2 separate regions of the Sus scrofa genome follow, and region 1 is linked to region 2. Evidence: chromatin contacts called from public HiChIP or PLAC-seq data. All regions are on one chromosome and are shown on one strand. The core of a region is the stretch at or near the end of the contact, and the rest is flanking DNA. Distances in the headings are between cores, read along the strand shown. Region 1 overlaps PDE4D (cAMP-specific 3',5'-cyclic phosphodiesterase 4D). Region 2 overlaps PDE4D (cAMP-specific 3',5'-cyclic phosphodiesterase 4D).

Region 1 (2,700 bases), core at 155-2,654, 600 kb after region 2:
GTGGAAAGTCCATTGGGGCTGGCTTGGTGGCCTGGAGACTAGCAGCAGCATCAGTTCAGTGATCATAGGTCCAACCACCTGTGCCCTGTGGAAGGTTTCATTGAGGCCTCCCTCCACTTTCTTCTAATGGATCTACTAGCCCAAACTATGGGATCAGCAGGAAAATAAGAAAATACTTTAGATGGAGAGGAACTCTTTTACATGATCTCAGGGGAAAGCCTGAGCAATCTAGATTTCTCTTTGTAAATCTAATTTGTCAATGACCAAGGTCTAGGAGAAAGAAAAGGTACACTGCAACATCTGGGCCTCATTCTTGCCAACAATGGAGCAGATGGAGTGATTATCTGTAGCTTTACTTGCACTGACCCTGAATATCTGTTGTTTGTCACAACAGTTTGAACACTTTAATTTCAGTTTCCCATGCATATGATCACATTACTCATAGAGTTTACTCTGAAAAAGGGTAAAAATGACAAATTAGGAGAACTAAACACTACTGTTGCACTGTTAGTTTGCTATTCCTAAAACACTTTTATAAACTCAAAAGAAAGAAAGGCACTATTTAAGGAAACCACATGTACCCTCTCAATTGCATCTAAGAACCCAGGCAAGTCACCCTCAATGAAAGGAACTTGAACAATTAGACACTCATTGTTTTATATTTTAATTTTATAATATTTCATAGGTCAAACAGTGGAAAGCAGGCAGAGAAGAGTGAGAGAAATCCCTAGCTTCCAGAAAGATAACTTTTACTTCTGCTCTTTATTATTCAATTGTCTCCCTTTCAAAACAATTTACATACTGCAGACATTTCTCATTCTACCCCTTCTTTTATGAATAAGGTAATGTATGTACAAACAGACATCTAGGATTCTTCACCAAAGATTAAATATAAAGTGGGAAAATGTTAACCCTGGTCTAATATGCTCTAGGCTTAAAATATTTATTTCTTTAATAAATGAGTCAATGATTCCTATAAAACTTTGCTTTTTGTTTCTCTAACACTTCTAGAAAAAAAAGTTATATATTTTTTAAACAATTACATGGAGTATGAGATTTAGAAATTACCCATTTGCTTATTTAGAAATTCAATTTTAAATCTCTTTGCCATATGAAAGAAATATTGAACAATCATTTAATTTCATCTGCCTGATGTTTCCTTGGTTATATTTTGATATTTCTATCTATTTATATTTTTCTGAGCAAATGACCTATTCTATCATATGTTCAATCTCCCACAATACCTCATATAATTTCCTAAATAATGGCTTCTATGACACAGGAGGATCTATTTATAAATTAATTGCATTTTCAGTGTCATTTCTGGCAACATATTCCTGGGCAACTGCTATGGAGATGGAAAGTATCAAAATATACAGCAGAAATTTGAACCACACCAAGGCAGAAAGGCCTGACAAAGGTTAGCAGGATAACATAACATTCAGCTCTGCTCTTTTTCTTAAGCTTATCTCATCTCAATACATACATAGGAAATATCTCCTATTTTCACCAAAGGAAGTACGTCAGATAGACAAAAACAAATATCATATATCACTTAAATGAGGAATCTAAAAAATGATATACATGAACTTATTTACAAAATAGAAATTGATTCGAAGACATAGAAAACAAACTATGGTTACCAAAGGGTAAGGAGGGGAGGGAAAATTTAGGAATTTGGGATTAACAGATACACAGTACTATAGATAAAACAGATAACCATCAAGAACCTGCTCTATAGCACAGAGAACTACATTCAATATCTTATAATAACCTATAGTGGAAGAGGATCTGAAAAAGATACATAAATACATGTAGCTAAATCTCCTGGCTGTATATCTGAAACACTGTAAATCAACTATATTTCAAAACAAACAAACAAAAAGATGTAGAATTTTGTTTTAAAATTGGAGCCAAAGTAACAAATGTTCAGCTGTTTTTATAAGCATTTTCTTAAAAAGGGGGGGGGGCATTTCTTTCATTCCAATGTACTTTAGAAACTCATTATGTTGACAAGAAATTTGTAGAGCTGATGAAAATTCTGATGCTAATACATTTTATTCTGTTTCTCTCACTCCCTAATTTCCCAAGGACTGACATGTATAAAGGCTACAGGACCCCACATATGCATTTTATTCTTCAATACCCTCCAAAAATTTAATAATCTTTGTTTATTGACATTTTTGTGGTGAGAATCATGTAGATATTTCATGCCACATAGTCTTGCTGTAATGTCCTAGTCGAAACAACCCAGCTAAGTCTGTGCCTGTTCAAAGAAGCAATGTATTAACACATTTATTTGGACAAGTTCAAATTATTTAATATTTTATCAAGTATAAATTGTTTAATAAGAGATTTTAGAGGTATTATTTTATTATTATTTTATTATTTATTTATTTATTTTGTCTTTTTTAGGGCCACACCTGCAATATATGGAGGTACACCACAGCCACAGCAATGCAGGATCTGAGCCACTTCTGTGACCTATGCCACAGCTCACAGCAATGCCAGATCCTTAACCCGCTGAGCTAGGCCAGGGATCAAACCCACATCCTCATGGATGCCAGTCAGATTTGTTTCTGCTGAGCCACAACAGGAACTCCACAGAGGTATTATTTTAGTTTAGATTTGAGAAGCAGTCAACAGTTGGTTCACGAACAGCCTTGTCTTCTGAGTTAAGAATTTAGATTTTTATCTACC
Region 2 (2,700 bases), core at 85-2,584:
CAGATTCTTTTTGCTTTCACACTTTCTCCTCAATGTGATCCATCCTGCATACCACCATCAGATTTATCTTTCTAAAACCATTTTGTTACTTTCCTTGTAGCATTTCCCCGAAAACAAAACACAAGGGTTCTTTAGGGTGGACAGAGTATTGTCCAAACAGCTTAATCTGACACTTGAGGTGCTCTGCAGTAGGGCCTCAATCTACACTTTTCACACCTGCCTCTGTTCCTGTAATCAGATTTTCTGTTCCAGGCAGGCTCTTTCATCCAGAATACCCATTCCTCACCCACACCTACAAACAATAAGGCAATCTGAGGGAGTGTCCCATCCTACCCTGCCTCATCCAGCCCTTGCACTATCATCTCTTTCCTCATTAGTAACCAATATGAACCTTCTATGTTCAAGATCCAACCTAAGTAGCACTTTTTCTGGGATGCTTCCCAACCATTCTCATTCTTAGTGTTGAACATTCTGTACTGCTCTATAGGACCAGTAAACTCTGGAACTCATTCACACCCAACAGCCTTACTTAACGTATACGGCAATAAGTATGTCTATATGCTTTTGTATGTACGTATCTACCTCTCTTTGTATGTATTTGAATACAAATGCACATATATTAAGCCTCATTTTGTCTATGAAAGCCTTTGGAGCAGTTTACTTGCAGTAACTACACAAAAACAAAATTTCCTTAGTGAAGGCCTAACTATTGGACTTATGTTACCTGAAGTCAAAAGATACAAAACAATAATGACAAAACCCAAAATTTAAAAAAAAAAAAATGCCTGATTTATTTCTCATATGAAAATGGTATCTGGCCTAGAGAATAATCAAAGATCAAATATAAATAACAAAGATAAAGCAAAGTAAAAATTTCATTCAAAAGTGATAATATCAATAAAGACTGAACACAGGATCTTGTTTAGTGACAAAAATTATTTATTCCACACAAAGTAAAAGCCCTGACAAAAGTAAGAAAGGATTCTTGTTCTGTGTCACTTTAATTTTCCTGTGCCTTAATACCTCATTTTTAATGAAGGAAAGTGAAGTGATCTCACAAATCTCTTTCACCTCTAAGAACTTTTGGAATTAAAAAAGAAAAAAAAATCTTTTTTTTTTTTTTGAATCAAGTATACTAAAGCTTGATTTCTCTGCAAAGTGGCTGATGGCAAGTGGAAAACGGAAAGGGATCAATCACCTACTCAGTGACTCATTTTCAACTCTGATACCAACTACACTGCCGGGGAATTTCTTTTCCCTCTGGCTACGGCGAGTGTCAGACCCATGACTAGCCCATCTGGGCTGGAATTATGTTCAAGGTCATCTCATCCATTCCTCTGTTTCTCAGCTGGACTGCCATTTTAAATTTGTGCGATGATTAAAGGGTTCTATTTTTGGTTCACATTTCTTCTTACCCCAAAAGAGACATTTAGTAACCTGATGTTGATTGATATTTGACACTCTTATTAATAATCAAAATCTCACTATTCTACAGAATCGGAAAAAAAAAAAAACATTTGGAGGGGCCTCTGAGGTCATTCTGGTGGAGGGAAAAGTAAAGTCTAAGAAACGTTCCAGTTTTTAGACAAAGTGGATTAAAGATCCACGTGAGACCCTCACAACTGAGAAATGTTTCTTTTGTGGCTGCATTCATACATACTCTTTCAAAGTAATTGTGGTCAAGTGATCAGTGAGAGTGTAAATAAAAATATGCTATCCAAGGGTGCTAGGTAACAAGCTAAAACTACAGTGAACAACCTCAGGGCGATCCCACATGCAAGCTAGGGAGGCACATAAATCAGCACGATGGGGATCAAGATTTCAAAGGCACACTCTGAGCTCATTTGCCCAGGCTTGTTGATTCAAGCTCCAGTTGCACTGGGTTACCTATATGGCAGCATATAAAGTTCATCTTCTAAGTTTAAAAATAGTTCCCATCCCAACTAAGGATAGGCCATGTACCTATGATGGGTGTACCCATATTATGGACTTGACCTAAGCTTTTGTTTAAATTCTCCTAACAATCCCATGAGATGGATTTTGTTAGTTCCGGTTTATAGAGAAAGCAAAGGCTCAGAGAAGTTGAAGCAGTTTAAATATCCAAGGTGGAGTTCCTTTGTGGCACAGCAGAAATGAATAGGACTAGGGACCATGGGGTTGTGGGTTCGATCCCTGGCCTAGCTCAGTGGGTTAACGATCTTGCATTGCTGTGAGCTGTGATGTAGGTCGCAGCCACGGTTTGGATCTGGCGTTGCTGTGGCTGTGGTGTAGGCTGGCAGCTACAGCTCCAATTAGACCCCCTAGCCTGGGAACCTCCACATGCTATAGGTGCGGCCATAGAAAAGACAAAAAAAAAAAAAATCCAAGGTCACAACTCCAGTGTGGGGCATTAATAACCATAAGAGAATTGCTGAGCTCATGGGGATTTAGGAGATATAAAGCAGACTCAAGATAAAGGTTCACATTTGTCATCTGCTATTCTGTTTCATTTTTCTCTTGGCATCTAATATCACTCACTATATTGGTGAATCAACCTATACCTATTTTGACACAGTCTCTCTCTCTTCACCCTGTTCCAGCTTGTGCTTTGACTCCCAGGCAACAGGTTACTTAGGGGATGGCCCAGCAGCTGGATGTGACAAGCCACCCATGCTGCTACTGGGCCATGACTCAAGGAGGCAACAGGTGAAGGAGGAGACG

Evidence for each region. HiChIP or PLAC-seq counts read pairs in DNA pulled down with a chosen protein or histone mark.
Region 1: an H3K27ac HiChIP or PLAC-seq map of skeletal muscle shows a contact between it and region 2, with 9 times the contacts expected there. The contact joins two enhancer-like sites. A contact is called at or near these places in 2 of 47 Hi-C or Micro-C datasets (embryonic fibroblasts and skeletal muscle) and 1 of 2 datasets of contacts at active chromatin or transcription factors (skeletal muscle).

The regions. Positions count from the first base shown.
Region 1 is chr16:38,539,462-38,542,161 of Sscrofa11.1, forward strand. All of the region lies in intron 5 of PDE4D (cAMP-specific 3',5'-cyclic phosphodiesterase 4D), which reads right to left. Among named protein-coding and RNA genes, the nearest start is that of MIR582, 40 kb to the right of the region's middle. Within about 2 kb of position 1,405, at least 2 of the 83 cell types and tissues checked have an H3K27ac peak or open chromatin away from gene starts, as enhancers often do. A contact at or near this core is called in skeletal muscle, where this site is marked.
Region 2 is chr16:37,935,772-37,938,471 of Sscrofa11.1, forward strand. The region is part of intron 10 of PDE4D (cAMP-specific 3',5'-cyclic phosphodiesterase 4D); the gene reads right to left. Among named protein-coding and RNA genes, the nearest start is that of RAB3C, 530 kb to the left of the region's middle. Within about 2 kb of position 1,335, at least 3 of the 83 cell types and tissues checked have an H3K27ac peak or open chromatin away from gene starts, as enhancers often do. A contact at or near this core is called in skeletal muscle, where this site is marked.